Linked DNA regions of Anser cygnoides: region 1 is linked to region 2. A link is a contact called in public Hi-C data. All regions are on one chromosome and are shown on one strand. The core of a region is the stretch at or near the end of the contact, and the rest is flanking DNA. Distances in the headings are between cores, read along the strand shown. Region 1 holds the start of NR2F2 (nuclear receptor subfamily 2 group F member 2). Region 2 holds the start of ARRDC4 (arrestin domain containing 4).

The links. Hi-C and Micro-C count contacts between places; a contact is called where the count stands out from the background.
Region 1: a Hi-C map of liver shows a contact between it and region 2, with 2.4 times the contacts expected there. The contact joins the promoter of NR2F2 here to the promoter of ARRDC4 in region 2. A contact is called at or near these places in 2 of 7 Hi-C or Micro-C datasets (both in liver).

What each region holds. Positions count from the first base shown.
Region 1 is chr11:5,293,805-5,297,437 of Taihu_goose_T2T_genome, reverse strand. It overlaps NR2F2 (nuclear receptor subfamily 2 group F member 2), which reads left to right and starts at 1,789. Exons shown (of 3, transcript XM_013181900.3): 1 at 1,789-2,357. The coding sequence starts at 2,315. LOC106036475 (a long non-coding RNA gene) reads right to left here. Exons shown (of 8, transcript XR_010834080.1): 2 at 3,101-3,633.
Region 2 is chr11:4,631,669-4,635,248 of Taihu_goose_T2T_genome, reverse strand. ARRDC4 (arrestin domain containing 4) reads left to right here and starts at 1,475. Exons shown (of 8, transcript XM_048076325.2): 1 at 1,475-1,886. The coding sequence starts at 1,541. It overlaps LOC106036443 (protein FAM169B), which reads right to left. Exons shown (of 34, transcript XM_067003776.1): 30 at 3,106-3,396; 31 at 157-373.

The DNA of each region.
Region 1 (3,633 bases), core at 540-3,039, 660 kb before region 2:
TCACCTCTGACCCTGCGGAGCGGAGCCGTAGCTATCGCCACAAGTTGGGCCAAAGTTTTCATATGCAGGGCTCTGCAGCACCGGGGGGGGAGACTTCTCCCTGGAATTATTTGTGGATGGTATTTAAATCATCTTCAGTCTATTTAATTGTGTCCCCCCACACACACCCCAACAATCCCTTTTGGAGAGGTGGGGGCAAGCTCGAAGTGCCCTGCTCCCGCTGCCTCTCCCACTGCTCTTTCCATTTAGCTTTAATTTGGCAGTTTGTTTTCAGGCACGAAAATGGTTAGCACCCAGCTGAATTCCCAGGTCATCCTGTCATCCACGGACCTCGAGAATAAATGGGGGGGGGGGGGGGGGGAACACACGACCTTCCCCCTTCGGACTTTCCCCACTGCCACTCTTCCAGCCCTGCAGGGCAAGGGGCTTTTGGAAAAGGGGAGAGAGGGCGACAAGAGGGGCTGTGCCCCCTGCGCCCCTCTCACCACCGACCCCTGCCAGGAGGGGGGCACATCGTGGAGCTGGGGGGCGAGGAGGGCAGGGGAAGGACCCCCCCCCCAGATGCCAGCACCCCCTTGGCGATAGGAAAAATTCATTCAAGTGGGACCCGTCTCCATCTTCCAGGTGCTGGATGGACTTGGCAGGAGTGGGAACTTGCGGAGCCCCTGTGCGTGGTCGTAAGGGGCAGTTATAGGATTTCTCCTTCCTCTGATCGATACCGGTCGTGGCCGCCCCCCCCCTGCCGTCCCCGCCCCGGCCCCGGCCCTCCCCGAGGGCTGCGGTGACAATTGCCTCCATACTTTTTCATCCCTGTTCTTGGTGGCAAAACCCCATTGTAATTTTCATTAGCCCAGTAAACATGCAATTAACATGCAGCACTGTGGTTAACTTAATTCCTGTTTTAAGGCAAGGACAAGCAAGAAATGGAAGAGCGTTTGTTCCATTTGTCAAGTATGACACACTTCTCACCATAACAGTTTCTGAAAATAAAAGCTCGGCTCCCCACCACCACGACCACCACCCCTCTTTCCAGAAACCCCACACACTGATACACGCACACACACACAAAAAGGAGCAGGAATCCATTAGTTGGAGAGTATTCTCCTGCCAAAGGCGGTATAATGTATTCCAAATTTTCCCAAGCCCTCACTGTACTGGGGTCCCGTTTCCCCCCCTGGGGAAGGGGGCTGACGAGTTGATATTCCTCGTGGCTGAGGGCTCCAGCCTCCCCCGAACAGTATTTTTTTTTTTTTAATAAAATAAAACAAACGTGCTTGCCATGCCTAAAAGTTGCCATGTTTGTGAAGGGGGTGGGGAAAATGTCTCCAAGGGTTTCAATTAGCAACAAATGATTATTGCAACGGATTTTTGGTAATGAAAAAATGTGGAGTACCTCTTTCTAGCTGGGATCTCAGGGGCAGTGAAGGGGGGGGGGGGGGGGGGGGGGAGAGGAAGAGAAAGGGAGAGAGAGAGAAAGAGATTGCTGATTAGCTCGGATTCTTTCCCAACTTGCTGTAGCGTGTGCTTGCGTTCCCTGCCGACCCTACACAGGACACTATATATTTTTTCCCCTTCGGTGCATGTGTTGATAGTTCAGCCTGTAGTTGTTTGCGGTTGGCTTTTTTTTTTTTTTTTTTCCTTTCTCTCCCTGCCCAAGAGGGGGGAGGTGGGAAAGGGGGGGCTGAAATCGGTCGCATCCATCCTACCCCCACAGTCATTAAGTTAGGAGATTTCCCTCTTATTTTTTTCCCCCTTTATTTTTTTTTTCTCCCCAATTGGAAGGGTGGGTTGTGATTTTTTTTTTTTTTTTAAGTCTCGCCTTTCCAGCTCCAAACAAGGTGTAGCGAGACGCTCTTCCTTCTAAGGAATGAAATGAGAGACAAGGATCACTCAAAGACATCTCCTACCTTGGGCTTGGGGATTTTTTCTTAAAGGCGAGGCGCACATTCCTAAGCAGCTATGTACAAAGCCCCCCCTGAAATCTTGTCTGTGTAAAGTTAGAGTGTGTTCAGGATTTTTTTTTTCCTCTCTCCCAAGGCTGATCGCTAATAATACATCGAAAGCACTTCCCTTTAGGTTGTGGGAAATCTATTCCCTTCACCTTGCCTCCTTTTTTTTTCCCCCCTGAAGGCTGTAACTTTACTTTTTTTTTTTTTTTAATCAGTTTGCACAATCGCTTAGATAAACACCAAGAAGGAGACTTCTCTTTAATTACCCAACGCACATCTTTCTGGGGGGCAAACAGCGGTCTGATTATTTTTTTTTTGTTTGTTTGTTTCACCTGCCAAACTAAAGGAGAGGTAGAAAAAGGAAGATGCAAGCGATTTGGGACCTTGAACAAGGCAAATATGGTTTTGGTATGTTTACTTATAGTTTTTTTTCTTCTTCTTTGACACTTTTTTTTTTTCGGGCAATGTGTTGTGATTCTTGTGTTTCTCTTTTAAGGAAAACAAAAAATCCAAAAAAGCAAATGTTAGCTAACGTGCGTCTTAAACGATCGTTTCTAAGGTTACGTGGGTTGCTCTAAGGAGGGGAAGAGGGGAGGGGGGGGAGACCCGACTCGGTGGAATTGCAGCACCAGCAGCTAGCACGTCCTTTAGCTAAATAAAGCAAGCAGCAAACAAACAAACAAGCGAGCGAAACCCAACGACCGGAATCCGGCTTCCAGGTCCGAGGCAGGAAAGCGCCTCAAAGTCATTTCCAAAGCGGCGCCCGGGACGCGGAGCCCGGGGCCGGGGCTGCGGGGAGCGGCGGCAGAGATCCGAGCCGAGCCGAGCCGAGCCGGGCCGGGCCGGGCCAAACCGAGCCGAGCCGGGCCAAGCAGAGCCGGGCCATGTCGGGCCGAGCCGAGCCGAGCCGGGCCGGGCAGGGGGACGCAGGAGGTGGGGGGGGGGACACGGCTCGGACCTGGGGGGCGCAGGCGGCACCTGCCCAGCGCCGCCGGCTGCGGCCGCAGTTTTAGGTAGCAAAAATAATAATAATTAAACAAACAAAAAAAAAAAAGGTCGGTGGGGAAGGTCTGGTGCTGAGATCCCCTCTCCCCCTCCGGTCGCTTCCCTGGTAGAGCACGTACAATGGAAAGAAGCCGGAATATACTCACCCGCCGAAGGTGTGGTTGGCAGCGCGGCTCAGGCTTTAAGGCAATTATTTATCCTGTATTATTGCAAAAGGCGCAGGTCTGACTTAAGGCAGCAAAAGTGTTTTGCTCTGACAACAGCGTGCGAGGCACGGTTCCTCGTTTAAAAAAAAAAAAATCACAAAACAGGATCTCTCTCTCTTTCCCCCCCACCCCCCCTATTCCTTACCACTATGCCTTAAAAATACCTATTCGGTCCAGGGCTCGCAGAAACCCTGCTGCAGAAATCTTATAGTCCGGTCTAGGAGTGCCCAAGCCAATTAATTTTAAATCCTTAGGAATTAATCAGATTAAAATGTACAGAAGTTTCATTCTCGTATGCATACGTGAGCCAAAAGTCGTTTCCCTTTAAGAGATCCTTTTCTTTTAAAGTTGAATTTTAGGCAGATAAGAGACTTACACTAGGGGGCAGCCAGATACTGTACTTGCTCCAATCTTAAGCAATTTTTTTTCCTCTCTCACAGCATATGCTCTGATTTAGCACTGTAAATTTTTCA
Region 2 (3,580 bases), core at 226-2,725:
CTCAGAAGTAATTCTGAACATGAGCGTACGTTTCAGGGGACCGGATATCACAGAGGTATGCCACGAATCCTGAGGAACCCTGAGGTTATCACGTCAGGTAGTTAAAAGCCGAGGCTCTGAGTGTGGAAGCCATTTTTTACTAATTCCGGTAATTACCTGAGTCAGCAGGGAAGCACCAGGCTGCTCCTTTCCAGTGCTCACGAGGGATAGAAAAATGCAGGAAGCAGCAGCTGCTGGAAGCGTCGGGCACGCGGGTGACTCGGGCAGGGCAATGCCTCCTGTCAGCGAGGGGAACGCAGCAGGTCGTTCCCCGCACACACCTTCAGGGAGAGGCCCTGCTGCAGACTCAGGCGATGACAAAGTGTGACACTTCCTAAACAAAATTAACTTCAGCAACCCTCTGGTGCAGGCGCACCGTTTGGTTTTGTAACGCGTATCAGGCTGGCCATGGCTCAGAGCCGCACGGCCACCAGGCTGCTGGGTCCTGCCCTGTTCCCCTATGGACACAGACAGCCTTCCCGCTCTTCCTACAGGCGCCGGGGGCTTTCCTAAATTTGTACTGCTAAGAATTGGGAATAACCAACCTTGCTTTTATGCTTGTGGGCTGATTTGTCAAGTATGACCTGCAGAGTTTGTACGGAAAGGCTTCGGCCGTGCTGCTGAGGCCTAGCGGCACGCGGCCCTACATGGCCGCTTCGCACCCGGAAGGCACGAGCTCCCCAGTGGGGCACCCGCTGGTGACGGAGCGGAGGGAATCCAGCAGGTGCGTGTACAGCGAGGGCAGGGCACAGCCTCCCTGAGGTAAACTGAGGGGGTACCACCACGCCGCCAATCTTTGCTTTATTTTGTATTCCGTGAGTCCCACCGCCCGCGGGGCGAGGCTGAGCCTGATGGCAACGCAACGCCTGCCCCGAGCTCCTGCCCCTGGCCCTGCTGACAGGAACGGAGGCCCGCTGATGGCCTTGGGCCTCCCTCAGGCCTCCAGCCCCCAGCCTCCATTCCCTAGTCCTCAACCCCAAGCCCCTGTCCCCAGCCCCCAATCTCCAGCCTCCACCCCCATTCCCCTATCCCCATTCCCCTATCCCCATTCCCCTGTCCCCAGTCCCCAACCCTCACCCCTCACCCAGCCCCCCCCCCGCCCAGGAGGCCCTACCCCGCGCCCGCCCTCACCCCTCCCCGCGGCCTGTCCCGGCCCCTCCCCGCCTGTTTACCCACGGGCCGCGCACGTGGCGGCCTCGCCCCGCCATTGGCCTCCCCTCCGCTGCCCTGCAGCCTCCCCGCCAATCGGCGCTCTGTCCACGCGCCTCCTCCCCCCACCCCATTGGCTGGAGGGCGGCGATCACGCCGCGTGACGCGCGCCCCTCCGCCGAAACCAAGCGGGGGGCGAGCGAACGGCGAGGCGGGGAGCCGCGGGGCGACCAATCGGAGCCGGGCGGCAGGGGCGGGGCTCGGCGCTGCGGGCTCCGGCGGAGCCGGGCGGGTTTTAAAGGCACCGACGGCGGCGGCCGCGGCCTGCCCGGGGGGGAGCCGGGGCGCCAAGATGGCGGCGGCCGGCTGCGGGCCCGGCGGCGGGGCGGTGCGGGCGCTGGCCCTGGTGCTGCAGGACGAGGCGCGGCCGGGCGGCGGCGGCTACTGCAGCGGGGACACGGTGCGCGGCCGGGTGCTGCTGGAGCTGGCGGGGCCGCTGGCGCTCCGCGGGCTGCGCCTGGAGGCCGCGGGCCGGGCCCGGGTGGCGTGGGGCGAGGCGGCGGCGGGCGGCGGCGGAGGAGGAGGAGCGGCCCCCGGGGGAGCCTGCGGGGCGGCGGCGGGGCCGGTGGGGCCGCGAAGGGAGGCGGAGGTGCGGTACCTGGACGTCCGGCAGAGCCTGCTGCGGGAGCCGCGCGGAGGTGAGGGGATTGGGGGGCGGGAGAGGGGGTGAGGGGGGAGCTCTGCCCCCTGGGGGGGCCGGGAGGCGGCTGGGGGGGGGGCACAGAGGTGCGGGGAGCAGCCCCCGGGGCGGCCGCAGCCCGCAGTGTACGCGAGGAGAGGGCTCGGCCCGGTTTGGTCGAGTCCTTAGGCTCGGGCAGGGTGGTTTGGGCAGGCGGGATGGCAGGGCGAGGGAGGGGTTTTAAGGTAAAAGGGGAGAGGTTTAGGTTAGAGGTGAGGAGGAAATCCTTCGCTCTGTGGGTGGTCAGGCGCTGGGACAGGCTGCCCAGAGAAGCTGTGGGTGCCCCATCCCTGGAGGTGGTCGGCAGCAGGTTACGTGAGGCCCTGAGCTAGTGGGTGGTGTCCCTGCCCATGGCGGGGGCTTGGAGGCCCCATCCAGCCCGAGCTGTTCTCTGATGACTGCTGCACCGTGAGCCACAGGTCCAGAAACACAGCCTGCAGTTTTCACTTGGTTTGTTACGTTGGTCTCCTACATAATGTGTCCCGCAGGGGTTAGCTCTTCACAAATTACCTTAGGCACCTGAGCGTGCCTCATGTGCTGTAAGCAGCACCTGAAGTCACCAGTGAAAGACTCTGCAAGCAGCCAGCTCGCTTTTGGAATGACTTAAGAGGAACACCTTTAACAATCACGCAAACGCTGCAGCATTAGGGCAGTACTGAAGAATTAAAGGAAAAATGGCATTTCATCATGTAATGGTGAAATACTTCTCACGCTTATCTGTAGGAGAAGTAACTGTTAGGCCTTAAATCTCCACTACAGTAGGCCCTCTAAAAATGTATTATGATTATGTATATTAGTAATAAAAATAGTAATGCTGGCCTTAAATTGCAGCTTTTTAGTACAGAAGGTAGCTGAGTTGTTAACTGAATAAGTAGATCAGCTGCTGTCATAGAATTATAGGATCATTTCGGTTGGAAAAGACCCTAAATATCATCAAGTACAGCCATCAATGTGGCACAACCAAGTCCCCAGCTAAACCATTTCCCTAGGTGCCAAATCCGTGCTTCTCTTAAATACCGCTAGGGATGGCGACTCTGTCGCTTCCCTGGGCAGCTGATTTCAGTGCCTGACCAACCTTTCTCTGAAGAAATTCTTTGTGATAACCAGTCCCGGCACAACTTGGGGCAATTTCCTCATATCCTATCACTCTTTCTCTGAGAAAAGAGACCAACACCCACCTTGCTGTAACCTCCCGTTCAGGGGGTTACAGGTAGAGAGCGATGAAGTCTCCCGTCAGCCTCCTCTTCAGACTCAGCAGCCCCAGTTCCAGCAGCCGTTCCTCATATGTCTTGTTTTCTAGTCCCTTCTCCAGTTTCACCGCTCTTCTCAAATGCGTCCCAGCAAACCAGTATCTTCCTTGTAGTGGGGTGCCCACAATGAGCACTGAACGTAGTACTCGAAGTGCGGTCTCACCAGTGCCGAGTACAGAGGGACAATCACTTCCCTAAATCACTTCCTTTATCACAGTCCTGTTAAAAAGAAAAAGAAACATAATGCTTTCCAGAAGCCATTTTGGATTAGAAATTGGCCAGCATCCTGAACTGAAACTCAAGGTCTCAGTGCTTCCTTGATTTTTTTTCATTGAAATCACACCACAGAATAAATAAAATGTGGGCTCCCATCCAGAACCCACTGGGATCAGTAAAAAGTTTC